Regions from separate parts of the Mus musculus genome. Here region 2 is linked to region 1. Evidence: chromatin contacts called from public Hi-C data. All regions are on one chromosome and are shown on one strand. The core of a region is the stretch at or near the end of the contact, and the rest is flanking DNA. Distances in the headings are between cores, read along the strand shown. Region 1 has its middle 21 kb from the start of Sf3b5. Region 2 has its middle 30 kb from the start of Hivep2.

Region 1 (5,682 bases), core at 1,073-3,572:
ACTGGAGTTCATTGTAATAAGGCTGGACTTGAATGTTCCTCTCATCACCAAAGGATTTTACCTCCATAGTAGCTAAGCTAAGAGTTGACAGTTCTGCTGCACCAAGGAATGAATTGTAGGCACGATTTTTGGATACAGATTTCCTGCTACTGTCAAAGCTACTTGACTTGAGTGATTGTCGTCATTCTCAGCCCACAGGGAACAGGTCACATTCATTTAAGGAATGGTGTGTGTAGTAAGATGGTCTATCCATGAAGCCATTCATCAACTGTTTCAGTGAGCAATGGTTCTGCTTGGAGGGTGGCACAGACGTTAGGTGAGGGCAAGATTCTGGTTCATTGGATGTGATGATTTTGAAAAGCATTCATCTCAGAATAAGAGTAATTTATAAAGTCATCTTCTTCAAAATTGATACAATAATTATCAATATCAAGCAAAGCCTTCAGTCTCACTCTTTACTGTTCTTTTACAAGCCACCTCCCAAATTAATTGTCTACATTTCTTTTGGCTGTATAAATAATTTTGAAATGTGTAAGCTGTTCTGAAAACCATAGTATAGTGTAAAAACATCAAATAAATAGTCCTACTAATAGAGAGGCTGAGATAGGAGAAGCATGATTTCAAGACCATTATATGGCACACAGCAAGACCCTGACATGTACAAATAAGCAGAAAGTGTATATGGATTGTACAATATTGGACCTATTTCTTCCATTGCCAAATTAGAGAGACCACGGGATGACAACTGACAAATTTCTAACTCCTCATATTTTTGAATTTCAATCAATTAGAATATGTTGTTAATATTAATTTTCATAGTAAGAGATATTAAGGAAAAGTGATTGTTGCTTCCTGTTAATTTTCTTGTTAGAGGTGGAATTATGTTTGTGTGGGTTTGTTGAAAGATTACTTTCTTGCTTCTCCTAGGGTGTAGTTTCACTCTTTGTATTGGTGTTTTCCATCTATTATCCTTTATAGGGCTGGATTTGTGGAAAGATACTATGTAAATTTGGTTTTATCATGGAATATCTTGTTTTCTCCGTCTATGGTAATTGAGAGTTTTGCTGGGCTGGCATTTGTGGTCTCTTAGGGTCTGTATAACATCTGCCCAGGATCTTCTAGTTTTCATAGTCTCTGGTGAGAAGTCTGGTGTAATTCTGATAGGCCTGCCTTTATATGTTATTTGACCTTTTTCCCTTACTGCTTTTAAAATTCTTTCTTTGTTTAGTGCCCAAGTATACTCTTATATTACCATATTTGTGTGTGTGTGAGTGAGTGTGTGTGTATGTATATATATATATATATATATATATACATACATTGATAATCTATGTTCATTTAAAGCTGCCCACTAGATATGTGAGGCTAAGATAGAATGGAACCTCGTATATGTTTTCAATATATACACTTACAGAAGTTTAATCTATATGTTTGGTAGAACAAATTTTTAATATAACTTATAATAATAAGATAGACCAACGTTAATTATACACAGTAAAATCCGTTTAATACTAATGAGTTCTTTGTTTCTGGGATTTACCATTTAACTCTCTAAATGTTTAATATATTCATCTATCCATGTATAAATTGTGTGTACATGAATGAATGGGAGGACAGCTTGCAAGAGTAAATTTCTCCTTGCACCATGAACTTGGGTCTTCAAGGCTTGATGTCAAGTACAACGTGCTAACCCTTCTCACTGCTGGCTCCTCTCCCACTTAATATTTTCAAACCGCAGTTGACAGCCTAAGCCAGGGGAAGGAAGAGCCTTGGCATTCATAGTTAGAACTTGATATTTAGCCGCAAGTGTTGTACACGTCTGTAGTCCTATCACTCAAGAGGCTGAGACAGGAGGAGCCTGATTTCCATCTCAGCCTGGACTGTCCGGAAGACAGGGTTCAGAGAAAGCTAGACTGGCCACCCTCATGTATACACTCATTTTACATTCTAGATAGTGATGGCACACATGAAATGATAACAAGTAAAGAGAATAAAGGCGTCCACCTGTACAATCAGAAGCCTTGGAGATCCCTTATCTGGAGTTAACCTGGAAGCATATATACCCAGATTCACTGCAATATCCACTATCTGTATAATACCGGGACCTGAGGGTTTAGAGCCACAGCAAACTTCTAACTTCAATCATATCTGGGGTCATTCCCCTTCTCCCCCAACCAATGAGAGGAGTGAGGCATTGGCAAACCACAAGGCAACATGGACTTTTCTTCCTGGTTTCAGCTGCTCTATATTAAGGACTAACTTGGAAGCCCTAGGGTAGTGAGTCAGCAAATCTTGTTTTCTGCTTCCTTTCTCTTGTGAGGTTTTGTTTACTTTATTTGAGGAGAGTGTGTGTGTGCTTCAGTTTCCTTCTCTTAGACCTCCCTCATGTCTAGACCAGCCAGAACCAGTCATGGTTATTTGGACTTACTTTAGCAATGTAGACAATACTTCATGGTACTTTATTGAACATTTTTCTTTTCTTCCTTCTGTCTGTCCATCTTTCTTTCTTTCTATCTTTCTTTCTTTCTCTCTCTCTTCTTTTTAGGAAAACAAAAATCATTACCTATCTAAATCTTCTCACACTTCTTTCAGCTGGATCCACAGACAAGACTTTATCTGGCTTTTTCTGACTTCGAAGTCAGTAGAGGGACCACAAGAGATTGTTAGCTGGGCTGGAGACCTTGGAGGAGGTGAGCATGAGGCTCCCAGATACAAAGAGAAAATAACAATGTGTAAGCATTATGAGGGTCTGAAAATATGGAGGGTAGAGATATATTTATGTTTATATTTATATTTTTGGGTGTGAGGCTGAGAATCAGGAGAACCCACAGAGAAGCAGGCAGAAATGGACAGACCCAGTATTTGTGTCTAAGTCCTTCACCTGAGTTCACCATTTTTTTTTTTTTTTTTTTTCAAGACAGGGTTTCTCTGTATAGCCCTGGGTGTCCTAGAACTCACTTTGTAGACCAGGCTGGCCTCGAACTCAGAAATCTGCCTGCCTCTGCCTCCCGAGTGCTGGGATCAAAGGCGTGCGCCACCACGCCCAGCACCCAAGTTCACCCTTTAAAGAACTTTTTTTTCTTTTTTTTCTTGGCTACTAGGCAAATGCATGTTCAAAGATTGCTTTCGTATCAACTGGTCTTTACTGTTGGCTGGAATGTTGTTCCTGTACTAAACAAATGTATTAAAGTCCTGATCTCTAATACCTCAGAAAGGGGTAAAAAGACATTGTTGTAGACTTACTTAGTTGTTGTAAGGGTAACCATACAGAGACCAGCACACCAGGAAAAGCGTAATGTGATCATCAAAGCAGATATTGGAATTAAGTAGCCCCAAGGAAAAGACAAAGGTTTTCAGCAAAGTAGGGGCACAGAAGGTGCAGGCCAGGGGTTCCCCGGGGATGGAGTGTGAAGCTGCGGACCCCGGCCTCACAAATAGTAAGGCAGTAAGATTCTTGGTGATTTTGCTGTTGTTGGAGTTGGTTGGTTTTTTTGAGAGACTCTCAAGGACTGTGGGCTAGCTAAGTAATTACTGTATAACAAGGATGGCCTTGAACTTCTAACCACCTGCTGTCACCTCCCAGGTTCAGGTACTGCAGGTGTGCACCATCACACCAGATTGTCTGTGTTGCTCGGATGGAACCCAGGGCTCCATGCTAATCTGGCATTTTACCAGACAACCCGCATCCCTAACAGAATTTCTGTAGTTTTAAACAACGTAGTTTATGTCACTTTGTAACAGAGACCCCTGCAAATTTACCAATAATATTTACCACAAGTAACTCTGTTTTTGTTTTGTGTGTGTGTGTGTGTGTTTTCTGAAAATAAGAAGGCTGTTGTTTAGGACCATGGAATATTAAAGTCAGGAAATTAACAGTAGCAGGATACTGTTGACTACATACATCCTTATGTTGCCTGGAGTGACGGCTCATGACCTCAATCCCAACACCAAAACCACATAAAATAAAATGAAGGAAAGAAAGTACAGAAAAAAAAAATCAGTAGATTCTATGAGAGGCCCCAAAAGGTCTAATTAAAAAGAAATATAATAATCTGAATAAATAAATGTAGAAAGTAGTCATAGTCTCATGCGATGAACCCCCTTCCAGCAGAGACAGGCTCTTGAGTTCATGGCCAACGTGGTCTAGAGAGCGAGTTCCAGGACAGCCAAAGCTACAACAACAAAATCCCCCAAAACCCAAAAAATAACAACAAAAATCCACTTAATGTTTATAGTGTATTGTTTTTCAATCATCAGCTGTGTTTTTATATTAGATTTTTATTACCACTTCCAGTATGAAGCCTGTGCCTCAAACATTGGGGTTCAGGCACCCCTTTGTGTGCTTCTGCAGCCTCTAAATCCCCTCCCTCCTGTGAGAGGTGTGTGTGTGTGTGTGTGTGTGTGCGTGTGTGTGTGTGCATATGTGTGTGTAAATAAGTTCTAGAGGGACAAAATGAATTTGTTTTGACCCGACTTACTGATGAAGATGTTAGACCCTGAAGTCTTTGGGTAGAATCTGTTTCACCTGGTAACGTTAGCCTTCAACCTTTCCCTTAGGGTTTGAAGGTTTAGGTTGGTGTTAAGCACACTTGCCTAACCTGCTCAAGACCCTGATTTGTTCTCCAAAGCTGGAGCCAAAAACACTATACATGAAAAGGAATGAAAGAATGTCCTTCTCTAGGAACAATATCAGCCAACCAGAGCTCTCGGGGTCTAAACCACCAACCAAGGAGTACTCATGGAGTGACCCATGGCTCCAGCTGTATATGTAGCAGAAGATGGCCTTGTCGGGCATCAGTGTAAAAGAGGCCCTTGGTCCCATCCTTGATGCTCTAGTGTAGGGGAATGAGAAAGCAGGGTGGCAGAAGTGGGTGGGTGGGTGGGGCTATACTCTCATAGAAGCAGGAGGAGGGGGGATGGGATAGGGAATTTCTGGGGGCGGGAATTGGAAAAGGGGATAAGATTTGAAATGTAAATAAATAAAATATCCAATAATAAAAAAGAATTACTGGTACCTCTTAACTCAGTAATAACACATGCAATATGTGAACAGTATTTATGATGCTCTTATGATAGCAGTATTATGGTACATGATACACTTCTGACATAATACAGCTGTAAATATAATCAGGCAGTTGGGTCCAATGGCATGGGCTGGGATCCTAGCTACTTCTGATGCTGAAGGCAGGAGGATTAAAATTTCAATGCTGTCTACAAACATAGTGACGTCAAAGCAAGCCTAGAAAACTTAGTGAAACTGGGTCTTAAAGTGGGGGAGAGAGATGGCCCAGTGGTTAGGAGTACTAGCTGCTCTTCCAAAGAGCCTGGCTTCAGCATCCACATGGTGGCATACAATAATGGTGGGATTCAGCTGGAGGGTTAAGAGTACCTGCTGATCTTGCAGGGGACCTGAGTTTAGGTACCAGCACCTTTATCAGGTGGCTCACCAGTTCAAGGGCAATACCTTCTTCTGGCCTCCCTCAACACCAGGCATGCATGTTGCGCATGGACAAAAAACTCATACACAGGATGAGTGAATAAATAAGGTATGATTTTTGAAGTATATAAAAACAAAAGGTAAAAAAGAGGGCCTATTTCTGGATCAGTGGTAGAGTGCTTGTGTAGTGTGTGCACTGCACTAGACTCACTCTTCCGTACTGCAAAAACAAAACAATCAGATAT
Region 2 (5,682 bases), core at 803-3,302, 910 kb after region 1:
TTTGGTTTTTTCTTTTCCTTATAGATGGAATATTAAAATACAGAGACCTTGTTTCTAACAAAACTTGACTTGTGTCTATCTTTTGATAAGCAATTTTATTTTCAGGTACTTACCCAGAAGAAATGAACACATACCTTCTCACAGTGCTTTACACAAGAATGTCCAACACAATCTTATTTATTATAGCCCCAAATGGAAAGAACACAAATGCCCATCATTAGGAGAATGGATACACAAATTGTAGTATGTTTATACGATGCAACTAGACTTAGTAATAAAACAGAGCAAATGACCAATACATACAACAACATGGTTGTTCCTCCAATCATTCTAAACAAGTCAGGGAACACAAATGATTATTTACTGTAGAATTACAGTAAAGTGCAAGGAAAATGTTTTATGGTGACCGAAATCATGAAGTGTCTGCTCAGGGTATGGGGTAGATGAAAGAATTGCCCAAAAAGTTTTGAGGGCTGGGGAAATGTTTTCCTTCTTGCTTTAGGTGATGGTTACAAGGCCTTATTCAAAACTTATCAAGTTTAAGACTTGTACATTGTAAAATGTACAGTGACATGTTTTATTAAATGTACGTTATAGCTCAATTTTTAAAGATATTTCTATTAGATATTTTCCTTATTGACATTTCAAATGCTATCCCCTTTTCTAGTTTCCCCTCCGAAAATCTCCTATCCTCTCCCCACCTCCCCGTGCTCCGCAACCCATCCACTCCCACTTCCTGGTCCTGGCATTTCCCTATACTGGGGCATAGAACCTTCATAGGACCAAGGGCCTCTCCTCCCATTGATGACTGACTAGGCCATCCTTTGCTACCTATGCAGTTAGAGCCACGAGTCCCTCCAAGTGTTTTCTTTGGTGGTTTAGTCCCAGGGAGCTCTGGGGGTACAGGTTAGTTCATATTGATGTTCCTCCTATGGGGCTTCAGTCCCCTTCAGCTCCCTGGGTATTTCTTTTGGCTCTTTCATTGGGGACCCTGTACTCTGTCCAATGGATAACTGTGAGCATCCACTTCTGTATTAGTCAGGCACTGGCAGAGCCTCTCAGGAGGCAGCTATATCAGGCTCCTGTTAGCAAGCTCTTGTTGGCATCTGCAATAGTGTCTGGGTTTGGTGGTTGTTTATAGGATGGATCCCCAGGTGGGGCAGTCTCTGGATGTTCATTCCTTCAGTCTCTGCTCTGAACTTTGTCTCTGTAACTCTTTCCATGAGTATTTTGTTACCCCCTTCTAAGAAGGATCAAAGTATGCACACTTTGGTCATCCTTATTCTTGAGTTTCATGTGTTTTGCAAATTGTATCTTGGGTATTCTGAGCTTCTGGGCTAATATGCACTTTTCAGTGCATGTGTATCATGTGAGTTCTTTTGTGATTGGATTACCACACTTAGGATGATATCCTCCAGATCCACCCATTTGTCTAAAAATTTCATGAATTCATTGTTTTTAATAGCTGAGTATAGCTTGATTTTTAAAAATGCTAACAAAAGTATTTTATCCAGGTTTGCCTTAACTAATGTAATTGAAGACTTTAAAACTGCACACTGAACATTCACAGTTCTAAACTATCTATTCAAATACATGAAAAAGAAAAGAAAATATTAAGATGTTATTCAAAAAGTTGATCAGCCATAAATGCTTCATTTTAATTTTCATAGATATTTTTCTGATAGTAGCATGTAAGTCAAACGGAAGCATTTTCAGACGACGGAGCAAGTAATAATTCATGAGAAAGAGCATTTCATGAACTGGTTGTTCTTTGCTGTGATTATTCATGCAAGTATACCACAAGACCTCGCTGGAAATTTTATTGCAGATTTGTTACACAATCCTGACACTGATAGAAAACAATGCAGCTAATGGCATATTTTTTTATAACAAAGATGTCAACAGCAAGCTGGTTAATTAATATCATCAACCAAAAGAGTACTTCAAATTATTTATACGTAAGAAAATGTACAGTGAGTATGTGCCTGAGAGTGGTACAGCTGGATTGTGTGGCAGATCTATTTCCAGCTTTTTGAGGAACCTCCACATGCTGATTTCCATAGCTGCTGCATCAGTCTGCACTCCCCCCACGCCCCCAGCAGTGAATAAGTGTTCCTCTTTCCCCACATTCATTTCAGCATTTCTCATGTGTACTTGTGATCCTAACCATTCTGATTGGGGTAAGATGAAATCTCAAAGTAGTTTTAATTTGCATTTCCATGAGAGCTAAAGAGTGAGGAGCATTTAAAAAAATGTTTCTCAACCATTTGTATTTCATTTGAGGACTATCTGTTTGGTTTCATGCCCCATTTTAAAAGTGGGTTGTTTGTTTTGGTGTTTAATTTTTCTGAGTTCTTTGGATACTCTAGATATTAACCATCTGCCATATGTATAGCTCATACATAACTTTTAACATTTTGTATGTTGTATTTGCCATTTTGTATTTACTCCAATAATGGTGTCCTTTGCTGTGCAGAAACTTTTTAGTTTTATGAGATCTCATTTGTGGATTGTTAGTATTCATGCCTTCAGTATCAGGATATCTAACCAACTCTATCTTCTAGCATAGAGATCCATGTGTATCCACACTTATTGCTGTTTTGTTCACAATAGCTAGGGAATATAAATAGCTTAGATGTCTGCCAACTGATGAATAGATAATGGAAATGTTCTGTATTTACACAATTGGATGTCATTTAGCTGTTAAGACAAATAAAACATGAAATCTGAAATTAAACGCATGAAGATGGAAACTTCTTTCCAAGTGCCATAACCTGTATCCACAAAGATAAGGCTTGTATGCCTGCTCTCACGGGGCGGGGTGGGGGGGATGTTAACTTTGTACTCTTTAGATAGGTATTTTTTTCATTTGCAAATCCCATCTTCAGGAAATTAATAATGAGTGGTCTTTCAAGAAAGGAGAGCTAGAATGCAGAAAAATAAAGATTTAATGGAGAATAATGGAATAAGAGGGGTTAATTGGGAAGAGAGGTAGGAAGGAATGTTAGAGGAGGGGATTCTGAGAAGGATAACTGACACTAAAGACATTTTTAAAAATTCATTGGAACCTACTACTGTAGAAGATTCCTGAAAGATATACATATATATACACATAAAAATCTTTATGGAATTATATACCTATAATGAGACAGCCATGTCTTGACTGAACACCATAGGCTAGTAAGTAAAAATTCTAGTGCCAGAAATGGGTTATGTCTTTTGGTGTTGATGGCCAGTTAAGTCCCATAGTACCTCCTCCACGAATGTTATAGTGTGTTACCATTGTCTGTGGTTATTCCCTAGAACTTGATGTTAAGATCCAACTCCTGAAGACAAACCACATACTTGAGTTTTAGAACACAGAGAAGTCAAGACGGTGATGACTTGGAAGTTTTGTCCCTCCTGCTCAGCCTTTATGGTGCCGAAAGGCACAAGACACAGAAGAGAAGAGAAATCAGCACTTTCCTTGACCAGCTGTGAACCTTGTCAGGGACAACAACGACTGTCCTGGGAAGACATGTTTATCAGTGCAGTACTGGCAAGAATTCAATGGGCTTAACAAACCACTTCTGCTTTGATCTAAGGCCCGCTCCCTAAATTGCAATCCACAATTGTACTAATGTTGGGACTTAGAACTTTTGGCTAAACAAGACATAGGCCCTAGGGGAGAATCTACTACAATGATTCTGCTAAATGAACATGGAATTAAACCAATTGTAGTGAGTTATCATTATACCCATAGATTAGTGCATCTGACAACACTTTGTTTATTTTTCAGTTCATAGTTAACACAGAGGTCCATCACTGGTCAAGGTGTAGAGGATAAGAGACTGGGATGCTCAGCCCTCAATAGGACACCTAAATCACACCCTTTCCCAAGGCTCAGGGTCACTGTGGAAGGGGGAGCAGAAAGATTGTATGAGCCAGAAGCAGTAGATTACCATCATAAAACAGTTGCACATATTATCTCAGAGCAATTGAAACAGCTCACACAAGATCAAATCAGACAAAAATGTCAGCATAGAGACAGGAGGTGGACAGGAAGTGCCACCCTTAGCTGAAGAGCTATTGGTAATTAGATATTGTGAGAAGGGGGGACTCGGTTTTAATTAAGACTGCAGACTCTGCTAAGTTGAGGCTTCAATGAGGACTACAAATCCAAGAGTCTGTTGGCAACTTATTTGTACCTGCTGCCTTTAAAAGAAAAAGAAAATGTTGCAGATACAAGGGTGATTGATAGATAATGGGGACCTATTAGAAGGAGGAGGGAAAGGGGTGGATATTATCAAAATACATAATTAAATTCCAAAGAACTAATAAAATATAAAAATGAAATGAGAAAGGAAGTAAGGAAGGAGGGATGGAAAAAAAGGAAGGAAAGAAAAATAGACTTTGCAGTGTCACAAAATCGTAGCAGCTTGGCCAATCATCTATGAAAGAAATATAATAGAGGTTTCCCCTCATTCACCTAAAGCCATGAAGATGTAATGCTACAGTTACCTTCTGGTTTACAGAATGAGTCAGAAACCACGCCATAAAAATAAGAAGAAAGAAAGAAAGAAAGAAAGAAAGAAAGAAAGAAAGAAAGAAAGAAAGAAAGAAAGAAAAGAAAAGAAAAGAAAAGAAAAGAAAAGAAAAGAAAAGAAAAGAAAAGAAACTCTACCAGAAGAACGGCTATAACTAAATTACTCTTCTCTTTGTATTAAAAAAAATATAAATATTCTTGACATGTAGCCAACAACATACAACTGAAATGAGGGAGAAAATTACAAATGCAGGACAAGCAACTTATAAAATGTGTTACCCTCCTCAATTTTGTGATTTTTCTGGTTTTAAGATTTTGAAACATAGTTTGTTGTGATGGTCATTGACACTGACTTTGGTTTTTTGTTTGTTTGTTTGTTTGTTTATTTCATTTTATACAGCATCTTCAAAACTACAGTAGGGTAAAATCCTTGGAGACCTGGGCCATGGCTTCATTTTTCAGTCTGTCTTCCTGAAGTACGAAGTCTGTGACCTTTTCCCTCCATCGATTAAAAAAGTAGGAAGTTTTCACATGTGTGGAATGAGGAGAACAGTCTGACATATAGAGAGAAGTTCTGAGAATGTCAGTAGCCATCCAAATACTTATGATCTCACAACTCAATATCCCCAAGGGGGCAAATATGCGTATCTCCAAGGATACTGGAATGCAGACTCAATTTTTAATAAGGTTTAGCCAATAAAAACTTCCTGTAGGCTCCACCCAACAGGGCCCCAAACCATTCAGTTAAAATAAGAAATGGAACTAGTGGGGTTAGAGATGGCGCTTAGTCGGTAGATCGCTCTTCTAAAATGCACGAGGCCTTGGGTTCGATTCCTCAGCACCACAGAAAATCAGATGTGACAGTGCATGATTTTAATTCTAGTTCTCTGGGTGTGGAGGCAGGAGGACCAGAAGTTCAAGTTCACTCAGAGCTGAGGTATATGAGACAAAGTTTCAAAAGTAAAAAAACAAAAAAAAACAAAAACAAAAACAAAACAAAAAACCAAACCAAACCAAAACAACCCCCCCCATGATTCTCTACCCTGCTTATTTTCAGCTTTTATGTAAAAACATAAACTTGGTTCCTCTCTGGTTTCTTAATATTTGAGAAGAAATATTGTGAATAGGGTAAGATTTAGCTTATGCTGTGTATTGTT

What was found. A called contact is a pair of places that touch in the nucleus more often than the background predicts.
Region 2: a contact with region 1 is called in a Hi-C map of bone marrow-derived macrophages, with 10 read pairs. The contact joins two enhancer-like sites. A contact is called at or near these places in 3 of 39 promoter capture datasets (hippocampal neurons and liver), 1 of 484 Hi-C or Micro-C datasets (bone marrow-derived macrophages), 1 of 115 datasets of contacts at active chromatin or transcription factors (embryonic stem cells) and 1 of 9 other capture datasets (embryonic stem cells).

What each region holds. Positions count from the first base shown.
Region 1 is chr10:13,026,124-13,031,805 of GRCm38.p6, forward strand. No RefSeq gene overlaps it. Among named protein-coding and RNA genes, the nearest start is that of Sf3b5, 21 kb to the left of the region's middle. Within about 2 kb of position 2,323, at least 14 of the 459 cell types and tissues checked have an H3K27ac peak or open chromatin away from gene starts, as enhancers often do. A contact at or near this core is called in bone marrow-derived macrophages, where this site is marked.
Region 2 is chr10:13,933,774-13,939,455 of GRCm38.p6, forward strand. No RefSeq gene overlaps it. Among named protein-coding and RNA genes, the nearest start is that of Hivep2, 30 kb to the right of the region's middle. Within about 2 kb of position 2,053, at least 3 of the 459 cell types and tissues checked have an H3K27ac peak or open chromatin away from gene starts, as enhancers often do. A contact at or near this core is called in bone marrow-derived macrophages, where this site is marked.